2 separate regions of the Macaca mulatta genome follow, and region 2 is linked to region 1. A link is a contact called in public Hi-C data. All regions are on one chromosome and are shown on one strand. The core of a region is the stretch at or near the end of the contact, and the rest is flanking DNA. Distances in the headings are between cores, read along the strand shown. Region 1 has its middle 34 kb from the start of LMAN1. Region 2 overlaps CPLX4 (complexin 4).

Region 1 (5,853 bases), core at 1,482-3,981:
CCCTCCTCTGCCTACAGGGAGGTGAGCAGGGATATCTGGGAAGAGGAACTTAGGATTACGAGGCATGGGGAATCTTGAATGAGGCAGAACTGAGAAGCAAGTGAAAATTTTCTTCATAAATAAGTGAGACACAAAGTTGAAAGTGCCTACCGAGTTCAAGGGCTGGTACATAGTAAAAGTGCTTAATGAATACCCATTTCCCTCCATCTCTTCTCCTCTTTTATATAATGGGGCATTGCAATCTGTGTAATCGAAGCAGGGAAATAAAGCAGCGAATCCTGTTGTAATCAAAAAGTTATGTGAAAGATGTTTAAAGAATTTTGTAAATTCTTCAGACAAATTAAAAATACACATGATGTGAACTTGAAGGAGCATCAGAGCCATGAGTTTCAAGCAAGGCTTTCAAAAATGTGGGCTGGACGTATGCAGTGGTCTTGGACATGACCTCTTCTAGCCCTGAAAGCCCCTGTCACCTTGTTGCTTGCTCCTTTAAGCAGTCTGCCTTAGATACCATTTATTTGTGTCCATAAATTCTCTCTTTTAACAGGCTGTAAGCCCCCAGAGGGCAAGGGTACCTTCTATTCATATTCAGTTTTGTTTTTTTGGTCCATAATTACTTCACTTGATATCCTGCCCCAAGTATTCTCATTCCTATCTTTTCTACATTATGTACATATCTGCCTTTACCAATAAGATAGGAACTCCTCAAGGTCAAGCACCAACACACCGGTATATTCGTATTATCACTTCCTGCTCTGGAGCACTGGAAAAATTAATTTACATTTCAAAGCCACTCTTGTGCCTGGAAAAATTCTCCTGGATCTGTGCTGGTTTCCTTCCTTGGGTCAGGGCCAAATTATAACCCTTATTGTGCATCAAGTGTTTCCACAACATAATTCAGTACTGTGTATGTCGTAGGTAGTCAGCAAATAATTGTTGTATTGAAAAGAATCAAAGTGTGGCACCCCAAAATATGCCGTTTTTGTGTAAGGATTATTTTGAACTTACGGCAATTTGCTCTCTGCTCTCTCCATTTCTGTAAAAAAGCAGGGCATAATTTTCCCTTTGTAAAGGTGACATCTGTTGGAACGGTATCTCACTCTTCCATCACAGGAAGAGAACCACTCTAAGACACTCCTGCCACCTGGGATGACTCTTATCTGCATAACAAATAAGAGTCTGATAAGGGTCGTGCTAAATGACCCTTATTTACCATACTTTTTGTCCCCTTTCCATAACTTAGCATTCCCCACAAGCCCCAAACCTTTTCCCTTTGTCTAGCTTCTTCTTCACAATTTATTGCTCTTTGTTAAGACACAGTATACGACCCCCGAATTCTAACCACTTCTCTGAGTTACTCATCGCTGAGTTCTCCAGCATGTATGTGCACTGCAAGCATAAATAGACTAATTTTTTCTTCCTTATATCTTTTGTAACTTGAATTTGCAGAGACCCAGTCACTGAACATAAGAGGATAGAGGAGAAAGCTTTTCCTCCCCTAAAGTGTGAATTATAGTTTAACATATGATAGTTAAAAATTGTCCAGTCACGTGGCTTTTGACATTCATGAAAGGTTAGTTTGAATGTGGGAAGAAATGTCACACAACCAGTGCAGGGAGTAATATTAATCAAGAGCAAGGCTCGTAGTTAGCTTTATTTTATTTCTTGTGTCTTGATCTAAACAATAAAAATAAGAAGGCCGGTCATCATTTAAAAAAACCATATTCATTTTACGGGGGTAGTTTCCCAATGAATATATAAACTTGCGGGCCTTCAGGAGCATCCATCTCCTTTGAACCCTGTCCCATTTGATTCATATTAGACTACGGGCCCATTTGGAAGAAAAGGAAGGCAGTTTAGAACTGTGCCCTGGAAAGCGCACGATTTCATTTTCTTCACCATGGTTGTTCTGGAAGGAAAACTGAACACAAACCTCCTTCTTCTTTCCCTTTCCTTCCTTGTTGCATCTGGTCAATTCTAACAAACACTACTAATGACCAGGCTATATCGGCATTACATAGTCAAGTAGCCCATTCAATTTGCTCAAAAGAGCACAGACATAATCAAGCATTTGGCTGAATGAACAATTCATACTGAATAGGGCAAATATTTGGATTCAAGTATAGGTCAGCAGCAACCAATTGAAATATTGATAAAGGAAGCCTGTGGGAACTAAATGTACATAATAGAAAGAAAGAAGGAAAGAAAAGAAAGAAGGTTCTCAAGGGGTGAGGCAGGGCAACAAGACCACAGCGGGTGATTTGTCTCCCCCATAGGAAGGTAGGTGGCTTAGCTGGGGAGGTGAGCAAAGCTGTGGCTGACAGCCTGCAATTCTAGCGGCAGGAAGCACTGTGTTCGAACTGTTTTGTGTAGTTCCAAAGCGTAATTCATAACCTACTACAAAAGTACTATAAAACTTTCTAATGGGAATCCCCCTGCCCCTGCCCACCTGACTTTATTTAAAAAGAGAACTAGGCTAAAGTCTCTTTGTGGGTTTTTATATCGTCCTATTCAGAGGTCAGGTCTCACCAAGGCTGGTTTTGCTGGCTTGAAAACACCTCCCCCAGAGCACTGAGGAATCTCTAGTAACCTCCTTGCCTCCAACTGCCATCATTCACTCACCCGTGAAGCTTAGCAAATCCAGACCTCTACTGCCAAAGTCAATGCTGGCCACACTCACAGCCCGTTTGTAATGCCTTGCTTTATGGGTGGTTTCATTTTCACGTGCCCCAGTGCCACACTCAGCCACATCCTCTTCCTCCTAAAAGCGTCAGAAATCCACATTTCCGACTTAACCACAATATTTAGCTTTCTTAGCATTTCTGCTTCCACCTCCCCATCGCCCACTACCCCTCCCCCACCTGCAGATTCCTCCACAGGCCCAGCCAATTTCCACTCAGTTCTTCCCTGAAAAGCCTCAGTGAGTGGTGATTGGGCAAAAAGGCTGGCTGTAACTATAGTTTTCCCAGGTTTGCACTGTAGTGGCAGCCATCAGTGAGACAGGGCAACAGCGTGTGCCCCCCACGCTCGGAATCTGATCGAGCTTGTAGGGTTGTGGATAATCATTTGGCATCCAGGGTCATTTCTCGGAAATGAAAATTCTACCTCCAGCCTCCAACCCCGAGGGACTGTAATGTCCTTCAGAGAAGAGAGGACTGTGGGCTGTTCTGAGCTTGTCTGGAACCCTTTCCTCATGCCACCTTCCAGGAATGTGCCGTCCCCCGGGGACAGTCCCCTGGGCAACAGAAGGCAGAAAGTTGCAGATCCCTGTCAGGAGAAACATAAGGCTGGGCTATGTGTCAGAGAGATAAGTGGTTTACTGCTGGAGGAAGGTTCTAGAAGGAAGGGACATGTCTTCAACTGAGAACAGTATTTGGATATGAGGAGATGGGTGGGAAGGGTTAACAAGATTGTGTGTGTGTGTGTGTGTGTGTGTGTGTGTGTGTGTGTGTGGTGGCAGGCTAAGCAAAGGCCTAGAAGCAGAGGGTGGTCACTGCCAAATAAAAAGAGTCGAAATAACATTGGGTCAGTCAGAATCTGGGATTCATGCAGCACGGTCTTCCTTGGCTCTTACAGTTTTATAAACAATTCATTGCAAACATCCTAGCTTCCCTCAATAGGTAAATACATTTAAAAAGAGTGCTTGTCTGTTAGAATGATAATGTTAGAAATAAATGTTGAAATCTTTATAGATTAATTGATATGGCTGGGATATGTTTTAAACTATTTTGGCAAAAAAAAAAAAAGGTGATGGGGGATATATAAGACTGGTAAATTGGTATTTTTGAAGTGGGGTGATGTGTGCTCTGTGGGTTTTTTATGAGTCTTTTTACTTTTGTGCATACTTGAGAACGTTTGTGAGACAAATTTTTAAAAGAATTCACTTATATCATTTTAAAAATTAATTTAAAATCTTAGAAGAAACTTGGTTTCCAGCCTTTCCCATCTCTTACTATAGTGTTCTCAAATCATGTTTCCATGGCAGCATCAGCAACACCTGGGAGTTTGTTTTAAAAAAAAAAATGCAGCTTTCAGGCATCCACCCTGGCCTGTGCAACTGGAATTTCTGGAGAAGGGCCCACGAGTGTGTTGAAACAAGGCTGCAGGTGATTCTGATATTTCAGAGTCTGAGAACCACTGTCTGCCTACAAGCAAAGAGCTTCATGAGCTTTCTAGACTATGTCTCCTATAGGGATAACATTCTTTTTATACGTATCTTCTCCTTGCTCTGGGCTTTCTCTTTTTCAAATGGGAACGTCCTATCCTTTGAAGTCTTGGCATCTCTCTTTTAGTTGCTTACAGCATCATTCTTGGCTGGACACTCTCCAGCCTTGCTATATGGCACGAGGTGCCATCAACCGTGAATAAGCCATGGGTTTAGTTAAGTATGGGATAACGCGTTATATTTCGAGTCTATTCTGCATGGTGATGAGTGTATTTTTGGACAAAAGCAGTGCATTCATTCAACTGAGCCACCTATATACAACCCGGACTGTGCCAGGCGCTGTTCTAGTCCTTGTCTTCAAGGAGTTCACAGCTGGGGGGCCACATCTGTAGAAGAGGTGTCGTAACACCATGCAACAAGAGGAAAATGCACAGCCTGTTTGCCAAGTCTCGGTGGGACTCTATCATGTCCAGAAATTATGCTTGCTTGCTGATTTCCTGTTTGCATTATCCTGTATCAAATGAAGAGAGAGAATTATGATATTACAATAGTCGATAATTTAAGTTCCAGGAGGGATTTTAAAAAGGGCCAGACGTCTCCCGTATGTGGAGCAGTCACTGGGGTGCACCCATAAAGTTTAGTGAAGAGTTTGAGGCAAACTCCTCGTGTTCTCTCTGCATGCGTGAATTAGCCAAAAGAAATAGCCTGGGGTTGGAGGTGGGCCTGGATGAATCAAAATTTACAACTAATTCTTCCTTAGCAGACAGTTGAAATGTAATGTAGGCGACAGCTGAATATTCCCTAGCAAGTCTTTGGTAGAGAATATAGGGGACAGTAGAAAACCCCTTTGGCTGACCTCTATCACTTGGGGTCCAGAAATTTCTGCCACATAATGTGTGTGTGTGTGTGTGTGTGTGTGTGTGTGTGTGTGTGTATCTAGTCTTGCCAAACATGAATGTGAAATCAAAGCAGGCCATCTATGATTTTGGCAAGGTTCTAAAACTCTTCTGAACAAATTACTGAATGAAAAGACCTAACCCTAACCCTAACTGACCTTTCCATACTCCTTTCATCCCAGGAACCTCTTGTTTTTTTCCATTATTGTCACACATGTAAACATTAGTGGTAAATGCAGTTGTACTGTGTTTAAAAAATAAAAAAGAAGCCCCTTATGGGTAGGAATGGTTGGTTGGTTAATTGAGAAAGTCCATCAAACATAGGCTTTTTAAAAAGCAAATATTTTCATTTAGCTTAAAGCACAGAAGTGTATATTCAACCAGTCTTAAGATATAAGCCTATCACTTTTTTTCTTTGCATAGGATCTACTGATGAGAGCTTTTCATCATCTGTTTTGCACAAATCACATCCTCAATCCATTGACAATGATTTCCAGTTTTAGTTTCTTTAAACTGCAGAGACACTGCAACAGAATAAAAGTGTAGAATTATACTAAATTTTAAGCGCTTCCCCCAAACTTTCACAGTAATTTTGGCCATCTCTGATTTAATTTTAAAAATATGTTTTAGTGACTACTTTTTTTTTTTTTTTTTTTTTTTCCTGAGGCAGAGTCTTGCTCTGTGCCCCCAGGCTGGAGTGCAGTGGTACAATCTTGGCTCACTGCAACCTCTGTCTCCCTGGTTCAAGTGATTGTCCTGCCTCAGCCTCCCAAGTAGCTGGGGCTACCAGCG
Region 2 (5,853 bases), core at 2,136-4,635, 87 kb before region 1:
GCAGATATTTAGGGTCATAAGATGATGTAGGAGACATGGACTCAAGATATATGGGAACATAGAGGAGGATGACCAAATCCAGAATTAGGTAGGGGGAGGGAGATCATGGAAGGCCCTGGAAGAAGTGGCACTAACCAGAGTCTTACAGAAAGGCCACAGGTAGCACGGAACAGAGCAGGAGGAAGCGCTAGTCCAGGCAGGGAGTAGTAGCAAGAGGTGAAGTTGGAGAGACAGGAGCCATATCATGGCATACAGGACAAGGAGTTTGGATTTTATTCTAAAAGACATAGTGGCCTTAAAAAACAACAACAACAAAAAAAAAAAAAAAAAAAAAAAAAAAAACAGGGAAGAAAGAGGATCAGATTTGCATTTTAGAAACCTCAGTGTGGAGAGGGACAAGACTCCAAGTAGAAAAGCTATGGTGAATTGAGAACTATTCAGAAGTGAATTAAGATGACTTGGCGATTTACTGGACATGCAGCTGGAGCAAGGAGGGAAGAGGCAGTGGTGACATCTGGTAGCCAGCCTGGGAGATGGGCTTGTCGGGAGAGTCACCCATGGAAGTGGAGCCTATAGGAGGAGCAGGTTTAGAGGGAGGATGAGCAAGTAAGTTTTGGATATGAGCTGGTTCTATCTGTGAAGTGTCCAAGTAAACGTAGCTGCAGTTGGGAAATTTGGGGAGAAGATGTGGTCTGGAAGTACAGATTTGAGAATCATCAACATGTAGGTGGTAGCAGAAAGCAACGGCAAGGTGCAGCCCTCGTGGACAATGTTCAGGCTTGAGTGAGAAGAAGAGCCAGCCAAGGGGGCACCCTAGAATATCCCACAATTTGGAGGCAGACAGAGAAAGATAACTCATGAAGAAGAAGCAGTACAAGAACAAGAACAAGAACCAGAGGGTGATGTCTGCAAGCTGAGGAGAAAGTGGGCTTTAAGGAAGAAGTGATCATCAGTGCTAGAAGAAACAAGGAGGCCCCAAGAGAAATTAAGGGAACCACCCACTGTATTTAGACAGACACTGAACATCTGGAAGAAGAAGGTTTCAGCAGAGCAGTGAGAACTAGTCATTTAAGGGAAGATACCTAAAAAGCCATGTTTACTCAGAAAGTACTGTTTGCTTGTTTTAGATGGGAGAGATTTGACCTCTTTTATTAAGGAGAGGCCAATGAAGAAGGAGAAACTGAAGATACAGGGTCCGGAATAATTAGTGGTGTGTGATCCAAATCTAACGTAAGCATCAAGGATGACTTTAGGCATTTTAAGTCCTCTGATGACCTATAATTTGACAACTAGAGGATATCGACATAATCTGGATATGTGTACATGGACATTATAATGACTGGTATAGATACATATACATATACATACTGCAGATAACTGCAATTTGTTTACTGCACTTATTTAATTACTTATCTGATTACCGAAATTAACAATGGTCATCAAAAGACATTGGCATAGCAAATAGTATTGTCACTAACAATTAATAAACTTGAGACCCAAGACCTTTTATTGTTTATCTAGAGGGCTATGGCTTGTGTTGTTCCTTTTCAAAGAGTCTACATTTGCTTTTCCCTGTCAGCAAGAGTGAAACTCTTTTTCAGAGGAAACACCAGCCAAATAATTTCTTTAGAAAATACAGTTCTAATTCCAAAATGTGACATAGTTATCCTCATTAGACCTGACAGCTCCTGGGAAGACATTTTCTCAGATCTGCTCCCTGTCGGGCCTTGGTCAGGGGAAGGGTCTAGAACTGAATCCTGCTGTTATGTAAGCGCTGTGGTGGTGACCCTGGGGAATTGTGAATGAGGTACCCAGGGGGTCATCCCTCATTAGCTGGAGGACGTGTTAAATTCGTCCAGTTCCCTGTGGGCTGTTAATACTATTACTATGAATGCTTACCCAATATGGGCTTTAGAAGATGGCACAGGCTAAGTATTCTGCAAACCTGGCAGGGAGGGGAAGGTTATTAGGAGCCCACCAGAGTCCCAGGGATCCCTGCTTTCTGTCCTGTGCCATTTTCTTTGTTAGACAGTGTGTTCAGTTCTAAAGTCTACCACCAGGAATCTGATGCCCAGTCTAAAGGGATATGAGGAGAAGGGGGGACGAAAAAGTAGTGGATGAAGAGTAAGGAGGCTTGAGTCTCCATTTGTCACAGCAAGCTTTGTGACCTTCGGCATGTCCCTAAATGTATACGATCCTTATGGTTATGTATAGAGTGCACACATATGGGATGTTCTTTTCCGGACGTAAAAAAGTAAGTCTATTGAAAAGAGAAACAGCACTCAGACACTGGTGTCAAGGAACCAAAGTATTGTGGTCATCCAGGAACCTGAACCTGTTCTAGGAAAAGAACTTAGAGGGTTGGAGGGGAGTGATGGTTGGCATGTTCCTCAGATGACCTCGGAAGCCAAGCTCCATGGAGGTGACTCATAAGGACCTGGGAATCTGTTGCTCTGTTTCCCACCGAATACAGCAGTTCCTTTGCTTCAGCCCTGAGTGACCCCTCCCCTGGCCGCAGTAAGAGGCAGCACTGACAGGCCTGCCTCTCCTCTCCTTCCCTCCAGTTCTTTGGACAGAGCACCATGCCTTGGGCTTCTCAATTACATCTCCTAGTGACCCAGATGGGCACTGTCTGGCCTTCCAGGGCCTCCTTGCTCCTTAATGAAGCATCTAGGAGACAAAACCCTACACCTCGCATCCCCACCATGTTTTTCTGATGGCTTTTTATTTTTTATTTATTTATTTATTTATTTATTTATTTATTTATTTATTGAGATGGAGTCTTGCTCTATCGCCGAGGCTGGAGTGCAGTGGCCCGATCTCAGCTCACTGCAGCCTCTGCCTCCCGGGTTCCAGCAATTCTCCTGCCTCAGCCTCCTGGGTAGCTGGAATTACAGTGGCCCGCCAACACGCCCAGCTAATTTTTTTTTTTTTTTTTTTGTATGTTTAGTAGAGACGGGATTTCACCATGTTGGCCAGGCTCGTTTTGAACTCTTGACCTCAGGTGATCCGCCCGCCTCGGTCTCTTAAAGAGCTGGGATTACAGGCGTGAGCCACCGTGCCCGGCCTCTCTCTGAGGATGGCTCTCTAAAGGTTCCATTGCGGAGATTTCTCTGCATAATGAGACAGACCTTAGGTACCTACAGTTCAGTAACAACCAGCAGCCAAGCCACTGGGTAAATTGACTGAATTCAGCATTAGAATAAAAAGCATGGCACTGGAGGCCTGGGGCATGATTCTGCCCCCATAAGCTTCATTTATTCAGTCATATCCTCTCAAGGCTGAAGATTCCAACTCCTTCAGCCCGCCCTCGATTGCTGTCGTTTCAGAATCTCTCTCCAGCACGGTCACTGCGGAGACAGCGGAAACTCGGCTGTTTGCGAGCTCCCTCTCCCGTTATGCCATGGGAGGATAGGAAACGCACGAGTAGGTCCTCAATAACAAAATAATATGACTTTTTTTTTCTTTTCTTTCTTTGTTGTTATTTTGTTTTTCCCCCATTCCATCCAATGACCTATCAAGACTTTTTTTTTTTTAAGTCACCTCTGGAAATTGGCTTCTGCCCCGCCCTGGTCCTGCCACCACCCGCAGCCCGGGTTCCCCCTCCCGCGGGTGCCAGTGGCCGCAGCGCTAGGAACACCAGGGGGCGCCGGCGTCGAGGATTCGGGGCCCGCGCTGGCGGCCGCGGCGCCCTCCGCGCTCCAGCCGGGATCTGACTTGGAGGGGAGCGGCTGTTCTGCACAGCCTGGGCAGACGTTAGCCTGGGAAACGTGTCTGTCCCCCGGAGCCTCTTTTTCGCCACATGGGCCATCGAAGGGTCCCCGTACCCAGAGCCTCGTCGGTGGGGGGGGACGCGGGCGGGAGGGTAACGTGTGACAAGTGACAGCGCGGGAGGCAGAGGAGGCTCCCAAGGGTGGGGCTGGTTTGCAAGCGCAAGGTGTTGCACTGGGGTAGGGGAAGTTAGCCACAGCTGGTGATAACTGGACTGAGTGGAATACGATCCAGCTGAGTTTTAAAAATTTTTTAATTTTAGTTTTTAAACTGCTCTTTGCAGAGCAGGGCTAACTCATAGGCAGTGTGCCCAGAGTAGCTGATTTTTCTTATCGTGTAGTTTTATTAGGTGCTGTTTTTATGGCTAGCTATACGGGGTTAGAATTTCTATGTGGTTTACAAAAAGCAGACAATTGTATTATTGGTATTTGTAGTATCTTCCATACCATAGGCACAGTTTTGAAACACTGTGTGTAGAATCCATTGTTACGAATGCAACCATATAAAAACGACCCTTTCAGGTACACCAATCAGACGTAGATGTGGTCTTTTCACATAGTCCCATATTTCTTGGAGGCTTTGTTCACTTCTTTTTACACTTTTTTCTCTAAACTTCTCTTCTCGCTTCATTTCATTCATTTGATCTTCAATCACTGATACCCTTGATCAGTGTTGATCGAATCGGCTACTGAAGCTTGTGCATGCGTCATGTAGTTCTCGTGCCATGATTTTCAGCTCCATCAGGTCATTTAAGAGGTCGTCTCTATGCTGTTTATTCTAGTTAGCCATTTGTCCAATCTTTTTTCAAGGTTTTTAGCTTCTTTGTGATGGGTTCGAACATCCTCCTTTAGCTTGGATTAAAGACTTAAATGTCAGACCTAAAACCATAAAAACCCTAGAAGAAAACCTAGGCAATACCATTCAGGACATAGGCATGGACAAGGACTTCATGTCTAAAACACCAAAAGCAATGGCAACAAAAGCCAAAATTGACAAATGGGATCTAATTAAACTAAAGAGCTTCTGCACAGCAAAAGAAACTACCATCAGAGTGAACAGGCAACCTACAGAAGGGAGAACATTTTTGCAATCTACTCATCTGACAAAGGGCTAATATCCAGAATCTACAAAGAACTTAAACAAATTTACAGGAAAAAAGCAAACGACCCCATCACAAAGAGGGCAAAGGATATGAACAGACATTTCTCAAAAGAAGCATTTTATGCAGCCAACAGACACATGAAAAAACGCTCGTCATCTCTGGCCATCAGAGAAATGCAAATCAAAACCACAATGAGATGCCATCTCACACCAGTTAGAATGGCAATCATTAAAAAGTCAGGAAACAACAGGTGCTGGAGAGGATGTGGAGAAATAGGAACACTTTTACACTGTTGGTGGGACTGTAAATTAGTTCAACCATTGTGGAAGACAGTGTGGGTATTCCTCAAGGATCTAGAACTAGAAATACCATTTGACCCAGGCATCCCATTATTAGGTATATACCCAAAGGATTGTAAATCATATTGCTATAAAGACACATGACACGTATGTTTATTGCGGCACTATTCACAATAGGAAAGACTTGGAACCAACCCAGATGTCCATCAATGATAGACTGAATTAAGAAAATATGGCACACATACACCATGGAATACTATGCAGCCATAAAAAAGGATGAGTTCATGTCCTTTGTAGGAACATGGATGCAGCTGGAAACCATCATTCTGGGCAAACTAGCACATGGACAGAAAACCAAACACCGCATGTTCTCACTCATAGGTGGGAATTGAACAATGAGAACACTTGGGCACAGGGTGGGGAACACCACACACCGGGGCCTGTCGTGGGGTGGGGGAGTGGGGGAGGGATAGCATTAGGAGATATACCTAAGGTAAATGACAAGTTAATGGGTGCAGCACACCAACATGGCACGTGTATACATATGTAATAGAACTGCACGTTGTGCACATGTGCCCTAGAACTTAAACAAACAAAAAATGCCCTTGGAGAAGGGGGTCCCCGCCTGGACGTAAACTGCAGTGAATGATGGTGTGTACAATGTTTTCAAGTGAAATCCTC

What was found. A called contact is a pair of places that touch in the nucleus more often than the background predicts.
Region 2: a contact with region 1 is called in a Hi-C map of CD4 T cells, with 7 times the contacts expected there. The contact joins two enhancer-like sites. A contact is called at or near these places in 6 of 14 Hi-C or Micro-C datasets (CD4 T cells, blood, fetal cortex germinal zone and 2 more).

The regions. Positions count from the first base shown.
Region 1 is chr18:21,597,354-21,603,206 of T2T-MMU8v2.0, reverse strand. No RefSeq gene overlaps it. Among named protein-coding and RNA genes, the nearest start is that of LMAN1, 34 kb to the left of the region's middle. Within about 2 kb of position 2,731, at least 9 of the 40 cell types and tissues checked have an H3K27ac peak or open chromatin away from gene starts, as enhancers often do. A contact at or near this core is called in CD4 T cells and blood, where this site is marked.
Region 2 is chr18:21,685,228-21,691,080 of T2T-MMU8v2.0, reverse strand. The region is part of intron 2 of CPLX4 (complexin 4); the gene reads right to left. Among named protein-coding and RNA genes, the nearest start is that of CPLX4, 12 kb to the right of the region's middle. Within about 2 kb of position 3,385, at least 8 of the 40 cell types and tissues checked have an H3K27ac peak or open chromatin away from gene starts, as enhancers often do. A contact at or near this core is called in CD4 T cells and blood, where this site is marked.